2 separate regions of the Rattus norvegicus genome follow, and region 1 is linked to region 2. Evidence: chromatin contacts called from public Hi-C data. All regions are on one chromosome and are shown on one strand. Each heading gives the region's core, a stretch centred on a gene start, on an enhancer-like site or on the middle of the called end of the contact. The rest is flanking DNA. Distances are from core to core; before and after follow the strand shown. Region 1 has its middle 270 kb from the start of Nr2f1. Region 2 has its middle 4.8 kb from the start of Nr2f1.

The links. Hi-C and Micro-C count contacts between places; a contact is called where the count stands out from the background.
Region 1: a contact with region 2 is called in a Hi-C map of frontal cortex, with 4 times the contacts expected there. The contact joins two enhancer-like sites. A contact is called at or near these places in 1 of 12 Hi-C or Micro-C datasets (frontal cortex) and 1 of 1 datasets of contacts at active chromatin or transcription factors (oligodendrocytes).

What each region holds. Positions count from the first base shown.
Region 1 is chr2:10,055,883-10,059,935 of GRCr8, forward strand. No RefSeq gene overlaps it. Among named protein-coding and RNA genes, the nearest start is that of Nr2f1, 270 kb to the left of the region's middle. Within about 2 kb of position 1,844, at least 34 of the 93 cell types and tissues checked have an H3K27ac peak or open chromatin away from gene starts, as enhancers often do.
Region 2 is chr2:9,788,872-9,792,591 of GRCr8, forward strand. No RefSeq gene overlaps it. Among named protein-coding and RNA genes, the nearest start is that of Nr2f1, 4.8 kb to the left of the region's middle. Within about 2 kb of position 1,425, at least 51 of the 93 cell types and tissues checked have an H3K27ac peak or open chromatin away from gene starts, as enhancers often do.

The DNA of each region.
Region 1 (4,053 bases), core at 594-3,093, 270 kb after region 2:
CTTTTCTCTCTGTCTCCATGGCTAGTATCTTAGGAATCATCTTTGTCTGGGTGCCAGCTCAATCTGAGTATAAAGCCATGTCTGGGCCTGTTTCAGGAAATGGTGGCATGTGATGCAGAGGACACCAGAAGACCCTCCCCCGGGTTCTCAGGCAGGCTTTCTGTGCTTTAATTGGGGCTTCTTTTATTGCTAATATCATTTTTAAAAATTAGAGAATTTTTTCCATAAGCTAGGAAAAGGCCCCATGTCAGGAATTCTCAGACATGATTTGATGTCCCTGGTATCCTGCATGGAGAACTCTCTGTAGCACAAGTTGGTTCCTTTGACATCTGGCATTCACAGCTCCGGTGAGAGCAGCTTCCCCCTCAGTGTGCCCCGAAAGGATTCCTGCTGTGCCCTTCTGTCCGAGTATAAACACATCACAGGAAATGAACACGTCAAGAAGTGGCTTTCCAAGAAGGGATAAAAAATGCCTGGGCCAGCTCCATTCGAATTTGATGTCCAGTTTCAGGAAGTGTGAGCAGCCATAGGGGTGAGGCTGTTGTCCTGTGTCAATGGCACCTTGGTCCTTGGTCCGTTTCTGCCTTAAATTCCCCATGAGCAGTATACTTTGAAGTCCGCAGCCTCCTCTTAGCTGTCCCCGGGAGACTTGCTGAGGAAAATTGCTTTAGGACCTTTAACATGTGAGGGAGGAGATGGAGTGTCTTTCCTTGTGCTCATGAGAGCAGCTGGATTTAGTTGTTGTAAACATGGAATGACATAGGCTGAGGTCAAGGACACATTTTGAAATAATTGAAAGCCTACAGTTAGAACTATAAATAATTAAATGGATTCATTTTGTTGGCTTGCTTTAACATGCAGATATTAAAACGATGAAAGAAAATAGGTTTGTAACAATGACGTTAAAACAGCGAAGAAGAAGAAAGAAAAGCTGTTCCCAATGCCCTCGCTATGGTCTTTCCAGGTCCATTTTCTGCTCCAGCTTAACAATGCAGTTTAAGGAGAGCCATGCACTCTGTTTCTACACTCAGACTGCAGCAAATATCAGTCCAGCCACCCTTTTAGATCTACTTCAAGGAAATACAGGCTTGAAAACTGCTGCGGGTGGTTTTGTCTGAACTGCTGACATCCTGCAGCACACACTGGGTCCACACTGGAGCCAGGAACCTAGAGGTGAGCAAGCATCGAGCAGCACTTAGCAGAGTGAGGCAGGCGGGCCTGCGAGAAAGGTTGGAGGTGAGCCAGAAACTAATGGGGAAATAGGGGGTCGTCGTTAATTTTGATGTGGGGAAATCTGAAAGGCTCTTGTGCATGCCAGGGTATTTGAATATTTGGCAAACAGCTGGCTGGGCTCTGAGAGAGCTCTTCTTGATTCGCCTCGTCAGATGTTCAGAGATAAAACGAGTCAGCCCGCACGCCAGCACATAGCTCATAGCCTTGCAGTCAGTTTTGAATTTAGATTTGAATTGTGATATCAATGTCATGGTGGCACATGCTTTGAGAAAGTACTTACAGAGAATAATTGAAAGATTCAGTGAGAAGCTTCTGAAAGCCGTAATTTAAAGTTCCTCAGCCTCCACAGTACTCTCCCCATTAAAATTTAAAGCGACAGAAGCCCAATTATGGATGGTTATTTTCTTAAATAAAATCATATTTCTACCACAAGTGAAAGATTCATCGCTGCCCACTAATCTCTGTCAGGAGAACTCGGAGCCGTCCAGAGTCAATAGCTGAGCGAGCGGTTAGTTTTATCCTGGGGACAATGAGGCGGCACTGGGGGAAGCCAAGCTGCAAGGCCTCCAAGGAGGAGTCTGACTTGCGGGAGGCTGATTTGCATGATAATCACCATTATGGATCCTCTCTGGTGCCAGCCTCCACACTTAACCAAATGCAGTATAACTTTAATGGCAGCTGGGAAGCCTGAGCAAGGGCTGTAGCACACAATTTGCAAAGCCCGAATGACGTCAAAAGCTGTTAGGAGAGGGCAGCGGCTGTGAAGATAGCCGAGCAGAGAAGCTTGGAACCACAAGAAGGCTTGGAGTAACTTTAAAATCTGATAACGCGTCTAACTTCGGGGGCGGTTGAAAGGCGTGGAGCGTTTCAAGTTCTTTTAACTCAGGGAGATCTGTTCAGCAGAAGGAGCCTTGTCGTTTTTCTAGGACTTCCGCACGGCCACTGAAACTCTGGCAACGAAACACATCAGTGGGAACTTTCCCCAGACGCATTTCCAGTGAGAAAGTTTAGTCACTGTCAGATAAAAGTCCGGAGCCAGATTTTCAGAGCGTAAATCTCTCCTCGAATTCATTTGGTCCGTTGGATTTTACTTTATGCTGCATTGTGACTTGGAGAATGTGGTAGAATGGTAGCCAGAACAAAATAGTGCAAAGGGCCAGTCAAGCTTAAACCACTCTTATTTAGAAAAAAATTAAATTATTCTGCGGAGTTCCTGGAGACAAAGAAATATGGAAACCAACGCACAATGAGCCAGGAGAGTAACGATCCAGAAGGCATTATGTATATATACATAGCACTAACCTAAACAATGTCTTGGAGATGTCAAATCATAACATTTCTGACGTTTTAAAGTTCGACCAAACCTTTGCAACACTCTGTCTTACCGATGAAGTCACTCAACTGACAGCGGGACATGAACACAGATAGCCTTTGGCTGATTCTGCTCACTCTCAGTGTGAACCTGGCAGGACTGGTTCTCCCCACACAGTAGACTCTTGCTGCAGCTCCTCCCATCTCTTGATTTGTCAGTTTTGCATTGTTGTTGGCCTCCTTGTAAGAAATTAAAAGCGACTCTTTAACAGTTTGCAGCCTGGATTCAGTTGCCTTGACCCTTACTCTGCCCTGGAAGGGAGTACCTTGCCCATTTAGAAAGTTGTCTGGGCCAGCTCAAGTAAATGTCACACCACTTCTCCACAGAGTAGAGCTTTCTCACTGAGTCACACATTATCTCTAGAGTAGGGCCACACTGCCTGTCTTATCAAGATGGCTTAGTGGTTTAGCCTGTATAGCAGATGGGTTTTAGCTTTTCTATTAAACTACCATCTACCCTGGCCTCCATCAGCAATAGTAGGTTGCATTCTGGTCTTCCATCTATCCTATTTTATGTATTATCTATTTTTAGTCTCTTTCATGTAGTATGTTTTGCTGCAGTGAACATGATAGCACTTTTGATTTTGTTAATTTCTGATATTATTTGATTCTTCTAAATGTAATTTCTGTGATCTTACATAAGACTCAAGTGTTTAATGAACTGTTTAATTAACAAGCAGAAGTTCATTGGTTGGAAAAGGTTGTGAGAGCTCAGAGGTTGTTTGTCCTGTCTCACTGGAAGCAACTTTCTCTTCCTGCCATGACTTTGAAAACTCCAGACATTCAACATTATTCTCCAAAGAGGACTCGACAGACTCTTGTAGTCACAATGCTCTGGCCAAATGAGTTGGAAGTAAACCTGAAAGCCTGAGTCCTGTGGTGATAGTCTGGTATGCCTGCTTGATAAAGCAATAAAGAAAAGAAGGCAGGAGATTATCAAACTATAGACATCCTAGAGAGCTGGAATATTGTATACTACATAGTAGAAAATGTATACTTTGTAGAAAGTGGCTATGAAGGATTAATCCACTCCACATGTCCTGGGCAGCAAATCTACTCACGCTCCTTAGCAAACTGACCAAGTAAACCCTGCACTGCTTAACACCAGGAAGCCAAACACCTATTGAGAGTCCTGGCTGACTTGAAATGACCTCACTCCATCCTTTGCCTCAGTGCCTCAGGCCTGAAAGAAAGAAGCCCTTCATCTGTAGTGCTTTGGTGGTGCCCCAGGCCTGTTTCTTCTTTGCCGAGAGGATTTTTTCAAGACAAAGTGGTAGGATTTTGAATTCTAAAAGCACCCCACTCCAAAGGTGCACACGATTAATTCAGAATATTCACAGCCTGTGTCACAGAGACTTACAGACATCCAGTGGTGGGATCAATCGGACCAGGGCTTCAGACAAGTGCTTGATGGGCTGTCCCATCCTGTGTACTTTTCCAGTCAGGGTA
Region 2 (3,720 bases), core at 175-2,674:
AGGAGGAGCGGGTCCCGCCGCAGGGCTTGCGGAATCGCTAGGTCCGCCTGCCACCTAGCGGACGGGAGCCGCTCCCAGGCGGCACGCAGCCAAGTCCCTCCTCCCCTCCCCACTGGCAGCCAGTTCCTTTTCTGCAAACGAAGACAGCACTTTGAAAATTCTTTCAATGGATTTTTTTTCCTTGAAAGATCATACTAGGGAAAACGATACTTCTATTAGTTACATATTCTCCAATCCCACACTCGCACCCCCTCGTTTTAAGATCGCTCCCCTAGGCAGGCTCAGGCAGGCACGGAGCCGCAGAGTGACAAAGCCGCAGCTGCCACCACCCGGAGTGGGAATCCCTCTTGCCAGCCCTCGACTAGGGAGAGCATAAAAGTTTGTCTCTGCTCAAGCGTTCCGAGCGCCCCCAGGTAAAGGTAGAAGTAAATGTCCAAGCTGTATCGAAAGAGGTAGGGTTTGGCTTTTAATACTGGTTCCCACTTTACATCTCACCAGTGAGAGCTTTAGAAAGCGCAGAGTGTTTGGAGCAGGCTTTGCGCTTCTTGGTCTCTGGGACTAACCACTTAGTGGCCAATGATCATTTTTTTTTAAAGAGCAAAATAAAGACTTTCTTATGTATGCCCCACAGCCCTTCCATTTGGAATAATGGAGACTGCATTCTGCTTGCTGCGGCCCATTGTACGATGGAGAGGCGGGACGTGGGGTGACAGGGGCTCCTGGCCTTAGCCTCTCAACTCTAATATTCGTGACCAAGTCTTCCGGTTCGTTTAAAGGTGAAAACGATATTTTTTTTTTAAAAAGAAAGACAGAAAGGAAGGAAGGAAGAGGGAGAGCGCGCGCGCGCGCGCGCTGTTTATATAGAAATTCTAAAATTTACTCCCCAAACAATCAGAGACAGGGAGTAGTGAGCAGCGGAAGGCAGCAAAGAAAGGGAAGCTGGGGGAGGGAAGAGGAAGCCAAAAGCAAGGGTCCGGGAACGGAGGCCTGCTGGGTGCGGGGTCTGCTCGCCTAGTCTCTCTCGGACTCTGGATTGTACACGGTGGGCATCAGAAGCGAGACTCGGCCAAGCCCTGCCGTACCAGGCAAGTAACGCAAAGATAATCGTTTCTTTGGAACTTGGGGTCTGTAGCCTTCGATAACGTGGCCAGGCAGAAGGACAATTCTTACTCGGCCTCGGCAGCCTAGAAATTCAGTCAAGGCCGCCCAGGTGGAACCCGGAAAACTTTGGTTCAGGCCTAGTCCGGACCGACCATCGCCCATCCTTGCTGCAGCACCTCCTTGGAGGTGAGGATCCCTGCCAGTCCATCAGTCCAAACCCAAAACAGGCCCTGTCACTAACTTCCCCCACCGGGAGCGGGAAAACTACGTGGGCAGGGGACCCGAGATTGTATCAAGTTTAGCATCGGCGCGGCCAGTCCGCAGCTGGCGGAGCGGGAGATGCGGTGGAGCCCGCTGGACTGAGCACCTGTGCCTAGGCGCGGCGCGCGGCAGACAGGACCTCGTGAGCTGCGCTCAGTCGCCCGGCCCGAGGTCGCCGCGCGTAAAGGCAGGCAATCGATGGCTGCCCGTTTGATGTGGGCGATAGTGTCAGCGGATTAAAAGGGACATCAGCGGTTCTTCCAAGCATAGAACCCTCGGTGGCCGCGGAGAGCTGCGAGGTAGTAGAGCCAGATTCCACTCGCTAGGCTAGGCGGTCTGGGGGCGGGGAGGGGGTCCCCTCCCAGGAGTGGGAACCGAGGTTGTCTGTGTGAAAGGAAGAGCTTCAATTAGAACCAACAGGAGCGCTAACGCCCCCCCTCATCCCCCCAACCTCCCTTGCGCCGGGCAGGGGCGCACGTTTGCGTCAGAGGGCGCGAAGGGCGGGCTCGCTAGGAGTGGGTGGGGGTGGGGAACGGACATCGGGGACCGCGCCGGGGGCTGGGTGGGCTCTTGAATGAGACAGCCCTGCCTAGAAGGGCTAGTCGGGGGTCAAGTCCTGCAACAAAGCTGCAGGGCCAGCCGAGACTCAGCGGGAGAGATGGCGCCCACCCATCTTCACTGTGTCCTCTCCTAGCGTTCCTACCCCGCCCCAAGCTTCAAAACTTGCAAAAAGGCCTCTGGGACTTAGATTGACCCCCCAGAGCGGAGGAAGTCGGCCTCTCCAGGCCTTGGGCGAAGCTGCAGGCTTCTCTGGAAAAAATTGCAATTCTCCGTCTTAGCTCTAGGAGCAGGGATGGGACGTTGTTGGTGCTGCCCGCAGCAGGGGAAGCCTCTGGCTTTCTGAAAGGCAACTGGTTGTGCTCTTTTGAGGCAAGTGCCCCAGTCTCTTGTGATGGGGGTAGCATGAAGGAGAGACTTTTTGAAGAGAGCCTTACCCACCTATGGGACTCGGTCTATTTAGGACTTATTTCCTGGGATTCTGTGCTCCTTAGAGCAATTGCACACTCACATGCGTTCACAGTACTGTCACTACCAAAATGGCTTCCCTAGGAGTCCAGAGGTCAGCTCAAGTCTCGGGAAGCCTTTGTTTCTTAAAGTCGTGGTTTGACACCAGCTGAACTTGTCCTAATATCTGTTGTTGGATAGGTCACCAAAGAGAAAACGCTAGGATTTTTTCAAGGGCACCAGAGCTCTCAAACTGTGAAATTACACACACACTCAGCTGCTGAAATAGAAAAAGCAGTTGCAATTCGCACCCTTTCCTCTTATGTTCTCCTTTCCGGATTTCTTCCTTCTCCCTATCCACTCTGTTGGCTCCACACCAACCAGAGGCCTGGGAAAGTTAAATTGAGTTTGGAAGTGGTTACTGGACCAGACTTAGTCTTGCCAGTGCAGGTGGAGAGAAGGCAGATGGGGTTCTGCTTTCCCCAGGGTTAGGTAGAGCCTTGGGGGAAGACCTGGGAAAGGCCTGAGACCCATAGCCTTCTTTTTGTAATTTTCTCCTACTTTCCAAGTTCCCACAGACCCGTTCAACACACGGGGGTCCAGTGCAAGTAAGAAAGCGCCCTGTGCTTGGGCAAAGGAATTAAGCTGTGGATTTACTATTTGCCTTATGAGCTTCTAGCATCATGGTTGGCTGTAAATCACCTTTCTAAAAAGCTTGCCACACAACACTTGATCCTTCAGTCAGGCATCTGGTAAATAGCTGGCGGGAGAAGGGAGAATCTGAGGGGAGGGTAGGCTGTGGCCGCCCATATGGTAGGAACTGGTGCTCCAAGTCTCAGAGTCTGAATCTAAATGATCTTTTTACCCTATTTCCATAGCTCTTTAATTTTAACTGGGTAGGAAAAAGGCTCGCCTTTTCTTCACTAATCCTTTGGTCTCTTTCACATTTCCAATTTGCTTTACAGAAAGACACCAGATCATGCATTTTAGGTTATTGTGAAGTCACACTGGAAAAAAATAGCTTTGTAAAGACATTTCATAAATCTAACTCAAGAGCCAATGAGATCTACTAATGGCCACATATGTATAGAAAATTCTCTGGTACACCACTTCCATACCCTTAAGTCATTCAAACAGTATTATTCTGTTTAGAGAAACCACAGGACAGAAATAACTCCCTTCTTAAGCTCATGTGAAGTGAGGAACAAGCTTGCAAACTCTGTGAGAAAGGTCAGTTCCTCTGATCTTGATACAGACTTTTCCCAGAGAACTTGTCTTAAAGGTATCAAAACAATTAGTCTCCCTTGGCATGAGATTAAAGCCAGGGAGAATACAGTTAAAGAAGATGTGTTT